Regions from separate parts of the Gossypium hirsutum genome. Here region 2 is linked to region 1. Evidence: chromatin contacts called from public Hi-C data. All regions are on one chromosome and are shown on one strand. The core of a region is the stretch at or near the end of the contact, and the rest is flanking DNA. Distances in the headings are between cores, read along the strand shown. Region 1 has its middle 11 kb from the start of LOC121214219. Region 2 holds the start of LOC107922251 (protein VAC14 homolog).

Region 1 (5,727 bases), core at 1,179-3,678:
GCCATCAGTAGAACATCCAAGACCTACACTCGAATCCATATAACCTCTAATGGCATGTCATTTGTATCCTAAGTATTCTCGAGGGTCAAACAGGACATATTCCATATTAATTCCTTTAAATTCTTTCCATTATACCTTTTCTAATATAAACATTCATGAAACTCACATTTTTCACAATTATTCATCAATTGAAATGACATTACAATTTAATCCAACTTACTAATTAACAAATTTGTATTCAATAAAAGTTATACAAAGAATAACCTTAAACAATCATCTATCTAAAATGGAAATTAACAAGTTTACCATTATATGAACTTACCTCGCTACAACAGTTGCAAAAATAGAATCGACAACTAATCCAATACTTTAGCTTTTCGTCGATTTAAATCTGATTGTTGTGTTTTTTGATCTAAATAATAATTTCATTTAAATAATACCATTTCAGCACTTAAATAAGCAATTTTACACAATTAAGCCCTTACACGTCACTTTTACAAAATTACCAACTTTTATACAATTTAGTCTCTAAACTCAAAACTCACAATTTAACCATAATCATTGAAATACCATGCTAAATAATTTTTCATAGGGTCCAATACAGTCCATATTTTCATTATTTCACCATATTTTCCTTAAAGTTTACCATTCATATAAATAAGTCCCTAAACCTTAAAATCATCAAAAATCACTTAACAAAATAAGTCTATTTAACAACCAAGCTTTCAATCTACCATAAAATTTCAAAAACACATCAATGGCATAATCTATAACATTTAACAGTTTTACAAATTGACCCCGGGTTAGCTAGATTAAGTTAATACGAACTCAAAAACATAAAAATTACTAAAAATGGGACAAAATACCATACCATGCATGTGAATTTAACCAAGGCCGAAAGCTTCCCTCCCCTTTCAATGGTGTTTTGGTTCAACAAGGCAAAAATGAGGAAGATGACAACTTGATTTTACTTAATTTACATTTTTATTATCTATTTACCATTTTACCCTATGTTATTAACTTAATAATTAACAAAAACATGTCCATAATTGTCCACTATCATTATGTATGGTATAATTACCATCTAAGTCCATTAATTTAACATTCTATAATCATTTGACCCTTTTAACTAATAGAAATCAACTTTTATATCTTTTACAATTTAGTTTTTTTTACTTAATTAACTAACTAAAAATTAAAATTTTTAACCAAATTTAAATACAAATCTAATAAATACACATAAATATTAAATAATTAATAAAATACTAACTCACTCATTGGAATCGTGGTCCTGAAACCACTGTTTCTGATACCACTGCAAACGGATTGTTACATCGTCCATTTTAAAATTTTTGTTAAGTGTTATGGTATCCTATATTCGGCTTCAATAAATTGGGCTGGGTATAGCGTGTTACAAAGAGCTATTTTAGCACTAATCTTTTATTTCATTTCTTCGACCTTTACATTCTTATTAAACCTCATTCCTATTTTCTAACGAGATTCAAATACACAATCAACTACTATTTATAAAATTACTCCCTCAAAATGAACGTATATGAAGAATTGATTATTCATCTTCGATACAATATATATTTTCTCTTATCCTACTAAACACAAATCTTTCCTTATTTTTTCTCTCTTGAACAGATTAAAAAAAAAGTTCAACAAAAACCGAAACTCATACAAATGTTTTTGACGGACTAATGGCGTATATATATTGGGTGGTGTCACTTGATGGTGTCACTGGACCATCGGTGCCGCCTGACACACCGACTGCACCAATTTTTTTTTAAATTGACACCAATGTCGCCTAACAGACCGATGACACCCATTAAAAAAATTAGTTTTTCTCTTTTTTTCCTCCCTGAATACTCATATTTTAACGGGTATTTTAAAAAATATATACTGGTTCCACCTAACACATTGGTGGCAGCCAAAAGTATATTTTTTTTTAAAAAAGTCGATGATTGGCTAATGATGAGAGGGAGGTGTCGCCGGTCTATCAGGCAATATCGACGGTCATTGTAGATTTCAAATCATTTTTGTATATCATTTTTCACTTGAATCATTTTCATAATTAATTAATTAATTAAAGTTATTTAAAAAAAGCGTTTGTACACATTTTGAAAACACATATTCAAGATATCTTGTCCATTTGCAAATAATGACCAAAACAATAATTAGCGAAAAATAAAAAGCCATATAAAACAGACTAATTGATTTTATTTTTGTTGTAAAATTATGGTAGCCAAACCAATTAAGATATAACACAGAATACTACTGGCTCTGCAAAAGGTGTTGGTGGGGTGACGTGAAAAGTCTTAAGGAGTCTATCCAGCAAGGCGAACACGCCGGCGTTGAACTACAACAACGAGGAGATCCCATCTCCGCTGCCAACGTCACCTTATCAGGGGACCGCTCATAGTAACCGATGGAGCATTTGGAAAGACTGTCTCCATATACCTCCTCGCAATACCACTCCTTGACAACATACAACTGACTCTCTTGATTAAAATAAATAAAAAATTAATTAATATATTTTTAATATTTTTATCTATATTTAACTTTTTTATTAGTTATTGACGTGGCAACAGCATCACTTTAACAATAAATACATATGAACTATCATGCAGTATTCTAGTCAGCAAATAAAGACATTTCTTTTCATCCAATTCTGATATTTTTATCATAATTCAAGGGTTAGATTAAATAATGCGCGAAAAAAACGAAAACATTTTTTTTTCTATATATTTTGAGGGCATAATTTTTTTCTACCAATAATAAATTATGGGGGTTCTTTTTTATAGATATATCTATAGACTATATATAAAAAAGCCCAAGTCTCCAGGTGTTACGTTATTACTTATTATCTCTATTCAAAGTTATTATAAGATGGCAATTAAATGGTACGTAACAGAAATGGAGAGTTCACCGGAGATAAGAAGGGAAAGAAAGAGAGAAGAACAGGGAAGAAGGAGCAGGAGAGAAGAGATAATTAGATGAGAAATTCAGTCATGTATTTTCACAATCATCCTTGCCATTTGTTTGGGGGCTAAATAGCAAAATAATGGATTCAAGACAACTGTACATTCCAACTAGTAGGATCCGTTTCATTAAACTGTCCTAAGGGTTGCAAAATGTATCGTTTTGCACCATAGCCTTCCCCACCCAACCAAAACACCCCGTTTTATTTAAATACATTGAAAAGCACGATTACAATTGAAAAATGCAATTAACGATAATTAATAGAATTTTAAAAGTGGTAGACCCTTGTTTGACTTTCCTTTCGTCCCATAACAATTGCCCACTACTCGAATTAGATCCTTGTCTTCAAGGATCAAAATCTGGAAATTTCCATTGGTGCTCCTGTAGGTTCTCCCAAGTAGAGTCTCCAGCAAAGGTATTACCCCATTCAACTAGTACTTCAGTAGCAGCATGATTCCCCTTTTTCACCATTCCACGGTCTAGAATTCTCACTGGCTCCTTGAGTAGTGCCCCATCAGTACCAATTAAGGGAAGGGTAAGAGAGGAAGGAGCTTTACGAATGTGTTTTTTGAGTTGAGACACATGAAAAGTATGATGAATTCGAGCGCCCACTAGTAGAGCTAATTTATAGGCAATCGTTCCCACTTTAGCTTCCACTGAAAAAGGTCCAAAGAACTCAGGGGAGAGTTTTTGGTTCTTTAACTTTCTCACAGTATGCTGCCTATAGGGTTGTAGCCTTAGATACACCAAATCACCGCATTAAAAGTTTGATTAGACCGCTTTCGATTAGCTATCTGATTCATCCTCTCTTGTGCTCTTTTGAGATGAAATTGCTATAGCTTCCTGGCTTGCTCACAGTTTGGAAGACTTTGATCAACCGTTGCTACTGGTGAGGATCCAACGAGATAGGGAATGTGTAGTGAGGGGCTCTGACCATATAGCGCCTCATAGGGAGTAGTCTGAATAGCCGAGTGATAGGTGGTGTTGTACCACCATTCTGCTAGTGGTAACCACAATAACCATTCCTTAGGGCATTCACCTATCATAAAATGCAAATATCCTTCCAAACAACGATTCAAAACCTCTGTCTGTCTATCTGTTTGAGGATGGCAAGCAATTGATAAATGCAGTCTAGTCCCCATCTGTTTGAACAGTTCTTGCCAAAAATTACTAACAAAAATTGTCACCATCTAACAATATAGACTCTAGGGCTTCATGCAATTTGTAAATATGCCTCATATAATCCCGAGCAACAGTCAGTGCTATGAATGGGTTAGCAAAGGCCAAAAAGTGCACATATTTGGTTAACCAATCCACCACTATAAGGATCACATTTTTGCCTTGAGATTTTGGAAGACCTTCTACAAAATCCATACTAATGGCCTTCCATGCTCAATTCAATATAGGGAGGGGTTGTAAAAGCCTTAGAGAAGCAGACAAATTAGCCTTACACTTTTGACAAGTAAGGTATTCCTAGTCCACATCTTCACATCCCTGGACAAGCTCTTCTAGTAGACTAATCTTGATAATCGGTGCCTCATAACATGTACACCCGAATGACCTCCCATAAGGCCACTGTGAAAGTACTCAAACAACTTTTTTCTAATATCAGGATCATTACCTACAATTGCCTTCCCTTTCCTTCTAAGCATTTTTCCATCCCACGAGTATTTGGGATGGGAATGGGATTGGGGGTCCCGTTGAAGTTCCTGACATATTTTACAAGTGTGGATTAGTGAGACATGATTCCTTAATTCGAGTCCACATGTCTGGCCACGATGTGCTGCTGATGCATTGCAAAAACTGCCCTTCATGAACCATTCGAGACAAGGTATCATCCACCTTGTTTTGGCTACCTTTCTTGTAGGATATATAATAATCGTGCCCGAGCATTTTCACTACCCATTTTTGTTGAAATGGCATGATTAGTTGTTTGTCAACCGAAAATTTCAAACTGTGATGATCCGTTCTGATCTGGAACCTCCTACCCACCAAGTAAGCATGCCATTTTCTCACTGCCAACAAAACAGTTAGCATCTCTTTATCATAAATGAAGACTGCTTGATGTTTTATCCCTAACCCTTTTGCTAAAAATACTACAGGCCTCCCTTTCTGTTGCAAAACTGCCCCTATACCCTACTCAGAAGCATCCATATCAACACAAAATTTTCTTTGAAATTTGGAAGTGAGAGGACTGGTGCTTTACAAACTACTTATTTGAGCATCTCAAAAGCATTGGTAGATGTAGTCCAATTCCAAGGAACGTCCTTCTTGAGTAAATCTATAAGTGGACGAGCTAAAATTTCATAATGTTTGATAAATCGTTTATAGTAGCCTGACAACCCAAGGAACCCCATCAACTCCATCATCGACTTAGGAGTAGGCCAATCAAGAACTCATTCTACCTTAGTTGCGTCCATAGTAACTGATCCCCTAAAAATTACATGCCCAAGCTACTCGATCTGGTGGATACCAAATATGCACTTACTCTACTTTGCAAAGAATTGATTATCCCTTAAGAGTTGTAACACCTCCTTCAAGTGGATCAAATGATTAGACCAGCCATGGGAATATATTAAAATATCGTCAAAGAACACTACTGACTTCCTCAACAACTTCTTGAAGACTGAGTTCATCAGTAACTGAAAGCTTGAGGGAGCATTGGTAAAGCCAATGGGCATAATCAAAAATTCATAATGCCCTTCATGTGTACGAAAAGTTGTCTTAAAAATGTCTGAATCA
Region 2 (5,727 bases), core at 1,154-3,653, 150 kb before region 1:
AATGTCCTGTTTCACATTGTAAAAATAGAAGGGCAATAAATTCTCATATTTCACATAATTAAATGCCAACATTTAGATGAGGTAGCAATTATTAACCTTCACGAGCCTATCTAAAAGGTGAGCAGCACTCTGTACATTGGCATCAGAATCAGCCGATAGCTTGCATAATGCATCAAATATTTGATTAAAGAATATGATGAGATCTCCTCGGACAACCTGTACAGCAGAAGACAGCATATCCCATCCACTATTAGTAAAGAAGACATGAAATGATTAAAAAAAAAAGTAAACAAGTCTCCTTTCACCTTTGCAATGTTATATAGTGCTTCACAAGCATAATATCGTACTCTGCTGTCTTGGTCAGAAAGAGAATTAAGCACTGGCGGCACAATTTGCTAGCAGATTCAATCACAAGAAAATCAATCACTAAATTATATACAAAAGAAGAGGAAAGAAAAGAGGTTAACTAAATAAACATCTAACCGTGAAAAAATAACTGACACTTCTTAATAAAGACAAAATAATCACAACATTTTCTCATTTTACTTCATATTTCTGCTTGAGAAAGAATAAAACTTCAAACAACGTTAATCCCTTCTATGTGCCTGAAAGGACCTAAAGTCTTAACTCATACCCCTATAGCCTGTCCCAGCCCAACACCCACATTCTCTCCCCCACAAGACTAAAACGGAAAGGGGAAATATAAATATCACTATACCCAAGCCAAGCTACATAAGTGGCAGAGAAATCCACCAATAGATGCAGTCTACTACAATGCTTGAAAGCTTTTTAATCAACAATTTATAATCATATCAGCTAATAATGAAAAGAGTTCTTATAACAGGAACAACAAACCAAAGTAAGAGGTCAAATCGAAATAACAATATTTAAGAACTTGGCCAATAATGTTATTAAATGTGCATCAATGTCTAATTCAACCTTCTAATTTTTCCAATTCTTTTAGAAGCTCATGCAAGAGTAATGAAGAACTGATGAAAGAGCTCACATGTTCACATTAGACAAATAAGAAAATACATCAATGCATTACCAATTACCAACAAGGGGCTAAAAAAATTATGGCAACTACAGCATCATCCAAGCAGTTTTCTACAACTTATACGACAAATAGAAACGGGCTAAGCCTAAAATAGTAACACCATGCAAGCAATCATGATAACATTTGTTCAATAAAGCAACCTTTGAATACTAGAAACTTTCAAAAGTCAAACCAAGTCAGTGAGATGACACTAAATTATATTCCTTTCAGATTTCATTAAAAGCGAGCCCTAATTTCCCATGTATCCCCAACTCCCTACCAGAGACACAGAAGTCTGAAGGTAAAAAACTAAAGTTTATTAAGTGACGAAAATCCCATATCTTATGTCAGGTAATAACTAATAAGGCACACCAAATGTATGCCTAGTGTAGTTGTCTCCTTATTAACAAACACCAAACCTGCCCTAACAACCCTAAAACATTACAATTATAGAGCAATAGTCCATAAACCTTGAGATGTAATTCTCGGTTCTTGAATATCAATGCCATGGTAAACACTGTTCTACATGCTTCTAAAAGGTTTAAACGTGTTAACAGACTCAAAATAAAGCCAAACTAGTGCTTACCTCAAGATGTTGCGCGGCTTCGGAAGTCAACCCAACAGTGGCAGCAGCCAAACCAATCAATCCTCCCTACATAAACAGAAGACCGGAATTTAACAAGACCGAGCCAAAATTCAAATCAAATTAATAGTGAAAGTGAGAAAAATCACAAAATTATTCATCATCCACCAACCTTACGGTGATTGGCTTGTGGAGAGTAGGTAAATTCCTTGGCCAACAATTTGATCACCGCCGATATCTTCTCGTGATCTCCCGACAACGCCAGCTGTTTCACAATTCCTTCAACCTAGAAGTAGTTATTATAACAAAAAAAAGTTAAGCAATTTGATCACTGAAAAAAAAGAGAGCTGCAAATTAAATTCCACGGAAATTCAAAAAAGAAAGGAACAAAAACCTCAAGGGCAGCATTCTTGCGTTTCTCGTACAGCTTGTCGGAAAGATTACGGAGAACTGATGCCGGAATCACAGAAAGCGCGTCGGCCATAGCAGAAATTTAAAAAAAAAACACACCTTTTTTCGATAAAATCAAATTCGTTTCCTGATCTTCTCAAATTCGAATCTGAACATAGTTTTTTTCTTCTATATTTTCTTTTCCCTCCCTTTTGGTCTATTTAGGGTTTGCGGTTTGTTTTCTGGACCGGTAAATGAAAATCGAGGGGAAAAACAGATCTGGAGAAATTTTGCAGAAACGAATAGTTTTTTTTTTCCAAATAAATGCGATCGGATTTTCAATTTCCTTTCTTTAATTTTTATTATTTGAATGTTTTTTAACAAACTAATTTTCAAATCACTTTTTGGGAATTTGGATTGTGTCGTTTTTAGTTTAGATAAATGGAGAAAGGGTGTCGAAAGTGACGTATTTAAATGAAATGTCCAAATCAACCTTCCCATATATGGTATTTACAGCTACAAGCCGAGAGACTCAGAACGACATAAGGGTGAGCATAAAGGTGAAATTGGAATTTCATAATGTTAGAAAAAGTGCTACTTTTTCACCTAATTCTACTAATAATTACTTATCTTTAAATTAGATTGAATGTCTATTTTGCCTCCAGTCCCTGTACCTTTCAGAGTTTTAAAATTTAATCCCATAATTTTAATTTCATGAACTTAATCATCTATTTTTTGATTTAAAAATTAAAATTAAAATTCAATTGGTAATCAATTAAAAAAAAGGGTAAAAGGCATTGTAACCATGATAGCAAAAGTTTGAGCATAGTGTAAGAACCGAATTTTTTTTCTCTTTTCAAAGTGTTTTCACTTTTTCATCGTTAACCTTTTAATAGAGTTAGGTAACTACCCGGTAATCACCTTTCTCTTCCATCTTCTAAATCATCTATAGTTTTTTTCTTCAATTCACAATCTATCTTATGATAATTATTTCTTCCTTGATTCTCTATTTCCTTGAAGATCTTCTAATCATTTTATTTCCAAGAATTTAGTGTTTGTATTTTACTTGGATTTTTCTTGACTTTCTAAGAAAATCATTTTTCTCCACATCCTTTCTTTAGTCCCTTGTGTATTTCGCATATGTTGCATGCATGTAGATGGGTGATTCCCGAGTGTGTTTTATTTCATGATTTTGCTAGCATTTTATTTCTTGTCTTCTAATTTGTTGTCCTTTGTTATACTCAATAGAATTCCACTATTTGACCTTCTAAGTCATTTCAATAGTCTCTTCACTAATTTGAAATGAGGAGATCGTTCTCTCTTTAAGACAAGGAACTTTGATACTATTTATATATAGTCTTTGAGAAAAAGAAAAGTCATTAGACTTTCTTTACGTAGTACTCGAAATTGTTCTACATTGATTAATTCAGAACCCAGACCCTAAGGACGTTATCTGGTTACACCATGATTTACCCTGAGGCGGAGCCTCCAATGGTACCCCTCCTATATGCATGACTTTAGTCCAACAGCGATCCACAATCTCCTCTCCATCTGGCTTGGTCTCTCCTCGAAGTCCTTGATCAACCTTTGCAAATCCTACGAACATAAACCAACCACTTGTAAGTTCAAATGAACTTAGTGAGTTCCTTCATTAGGTCATACATAAATAAACCCTGTCGTACAAGGGTAATAATCGTAAAATGAACTAAACATAAATACTCTCTGCTCACTCAAAGCGAATATTCTTTATCAGGGTGGAGGACTCCACCTGTTCCTCCGAGCTACTCTGCTCACTACAACACTTCCCTCTGGTCGAGCTCTCCACTCGACCATATGCCAAATACCTCGTGATGGACATCGAAACCACCAAATATAACTTCCTACGCTCAAACTTAATTAAATAATAGTATAGAGTAGTAGGGTTGATCCTACATGTACTGGATTCCTAATTTTCCTATTTTAAGTAACCAGATTCCTAAGTCTAGGTAATTGTCGTACCCACGACCTATGCATTGCAGAGCTGAAAAAAAAAGAATAAAAGTGGAGATTTTAGTTGATAAAGAAAATAATATATATAATATAATAATGATTGCAAAATAAAATTAAGGAAATTAAATTAAATCGATGAATCAAATATATTAATACTTAGCCTCAGCCTTGATACACTCTGAATTCGTATCGATCCTTGAAAGTAGATTTTCCTTTCCAAATGATAAACTGGTTATAGCGATCAAGGAAGCCTCAACCGCCAACTTTTCCTTGTATAGTAGGTTTCAATATGACCTGCAAACCAACCCTTACCAATTATCTACCACGTAACATGCGTTTGCAATTTAAGATCTTGGTAGCCTTGCGATCTAAAAAAGCCTAACTCGAATCAACTACCTCAACCGCGTGGGTCATTTAAATCCGACCACTATCTCCATTAACAAAACCCAACTAACTTTTTCCAATTAGACATGTCAATTTGTTCATAAGAATTCGAACTTGGCAGATGACCGTCTCGTTTTCCCAACTATAGGCCAACAATTCCAACCGAACGCGCACTTTTTGAATTGAAATTACATTAACTTTAAGGGACGATTGTGACTATCCCATATACCAGAGTGATAACAAATACCGTGTTTGAAAGGTTTTAATGCAAGTTCATATCTCACGATTTTTTATAGGAATGATAATCGGGCTAAGGTTAAATGAGGTTTAGTTGAGCATGAAATTAATCATACTCAATTGGTGTTTAAATGTGGATTTGAGTGTAATAGTGATGGGTGAAAATGAGAAAGGGCTTGCAAAGCAATTATACCAAAAGAAAGAAAAAAGAAAGAAATTGGTAGTAAGCTTTGCCAAGCTATAGACGAGTGGAAAGGAATAAGGAAAAATATATCCAACTCAACTTCTTGTGTAAATTCTAGTGTGTCTTTCTAAGCCACTTATACAAGTATTTATACACTTTTCAAGTAATATATTTAGCATGATTCAACCAACTAAAATCAACATGATTCCTCTAAGATTATGAAACTAAAACCAGAATTTTCCTATTTATAGAATTTGACAATTTCAAAAATCTGATTTGATCAACCATTAATTCTGTGATTTTTCTAATTTAGCCAATTTTCTTGTATTTTGTTCCGATTTATTCCATTTTGCATGATTTTGAATTTTTGCACTCCAATTTCATCCCTAATGAGATTTAAGAAGAAATCATAAGTTCAGTAGTATTCTATTAAAAAAGTATCCAAAAATAGATACATTAAAATCACAAAATTAACTTGCTATCACCTTGCCATATCAACGAGACCTATCCTTACTTCTCATCTTTCCTTCCTTTCATACACTAATAACTCTTGAAAGAAGTTATATTTTAGGACTCTAAATGGAACTAATTGTTTGTATTTAAGTGAATACATCTTCATTTTTAGGATAATTTTAGAACATTGCATAATAAAGCTTGAATTGTGCTATAATGATCACCATTTATTACTTTTATTACTAGGGGAAGGAAAAGTTATGGTTGTGGTTAGACACAGGTGCAGGTAGAAGAAGAGGATGAAGAGGATGCAAAAGAAAAATAAAGGAAGTGAAACATTACCGTGGCAAATGGTGAGATTAATTATTAACATAATTGCCATGGCAATTTCAGGAAGATGACTTAGCACTCTATCTACGTCACCCTCAGCCAGCTGGACGTGTACCAAAAAAATCACCAAAAAAAGAGGAG

What was found. Hi-C and Micro-C count contacts between places; a contact is called where the count stands out from the background.
Region 2: a Hi-C map of leaf shows a contact between it and region 1, with 1.6 times the contacts expected there. The contact joins the promoter of LOC107922251 here to the enhancer-like site in region 1. A contact is called at or near these places in 6 of 34 Hi-C or Micro-C datasets (hypocotyl and leaf).

The regions. Positions count from the first base shown.
Region 1 is chrD01:44,376,367-44,382,093 of Gossypium_hirsutum_v2.1, reverse strand. No RefSeq gene overlaps it. Among protein-coding and RNA genes, the nearest start is that of LOC121214219, 11 kb to the left of the region's middle. Within about 2 kb of position 2,428, at least 7 of the 9 cell types and tissues checked have an H3K27ac peak or open chromatin away from gene starts, as enhancers often do. A contact at or near this core is called in hypocotyl and leaf, where this site is marked.
Region 2 is chrD01:44,521,897-44,527,623 of Gossypium_hirsutum_v2.1, reverse strand. LOC107922251 (protein VAC14 homolog) reads right to left here and starts at 2,403. Exons shown (of 19, transcript XM_041087809.1): 1 at 2,014-2,403; 2 at 1,792-1,905; 3 at 1,623-1,688; 4 at 306-395; 5 at 97-216; 6 at 1-6. The coding sequence starts at 2,103.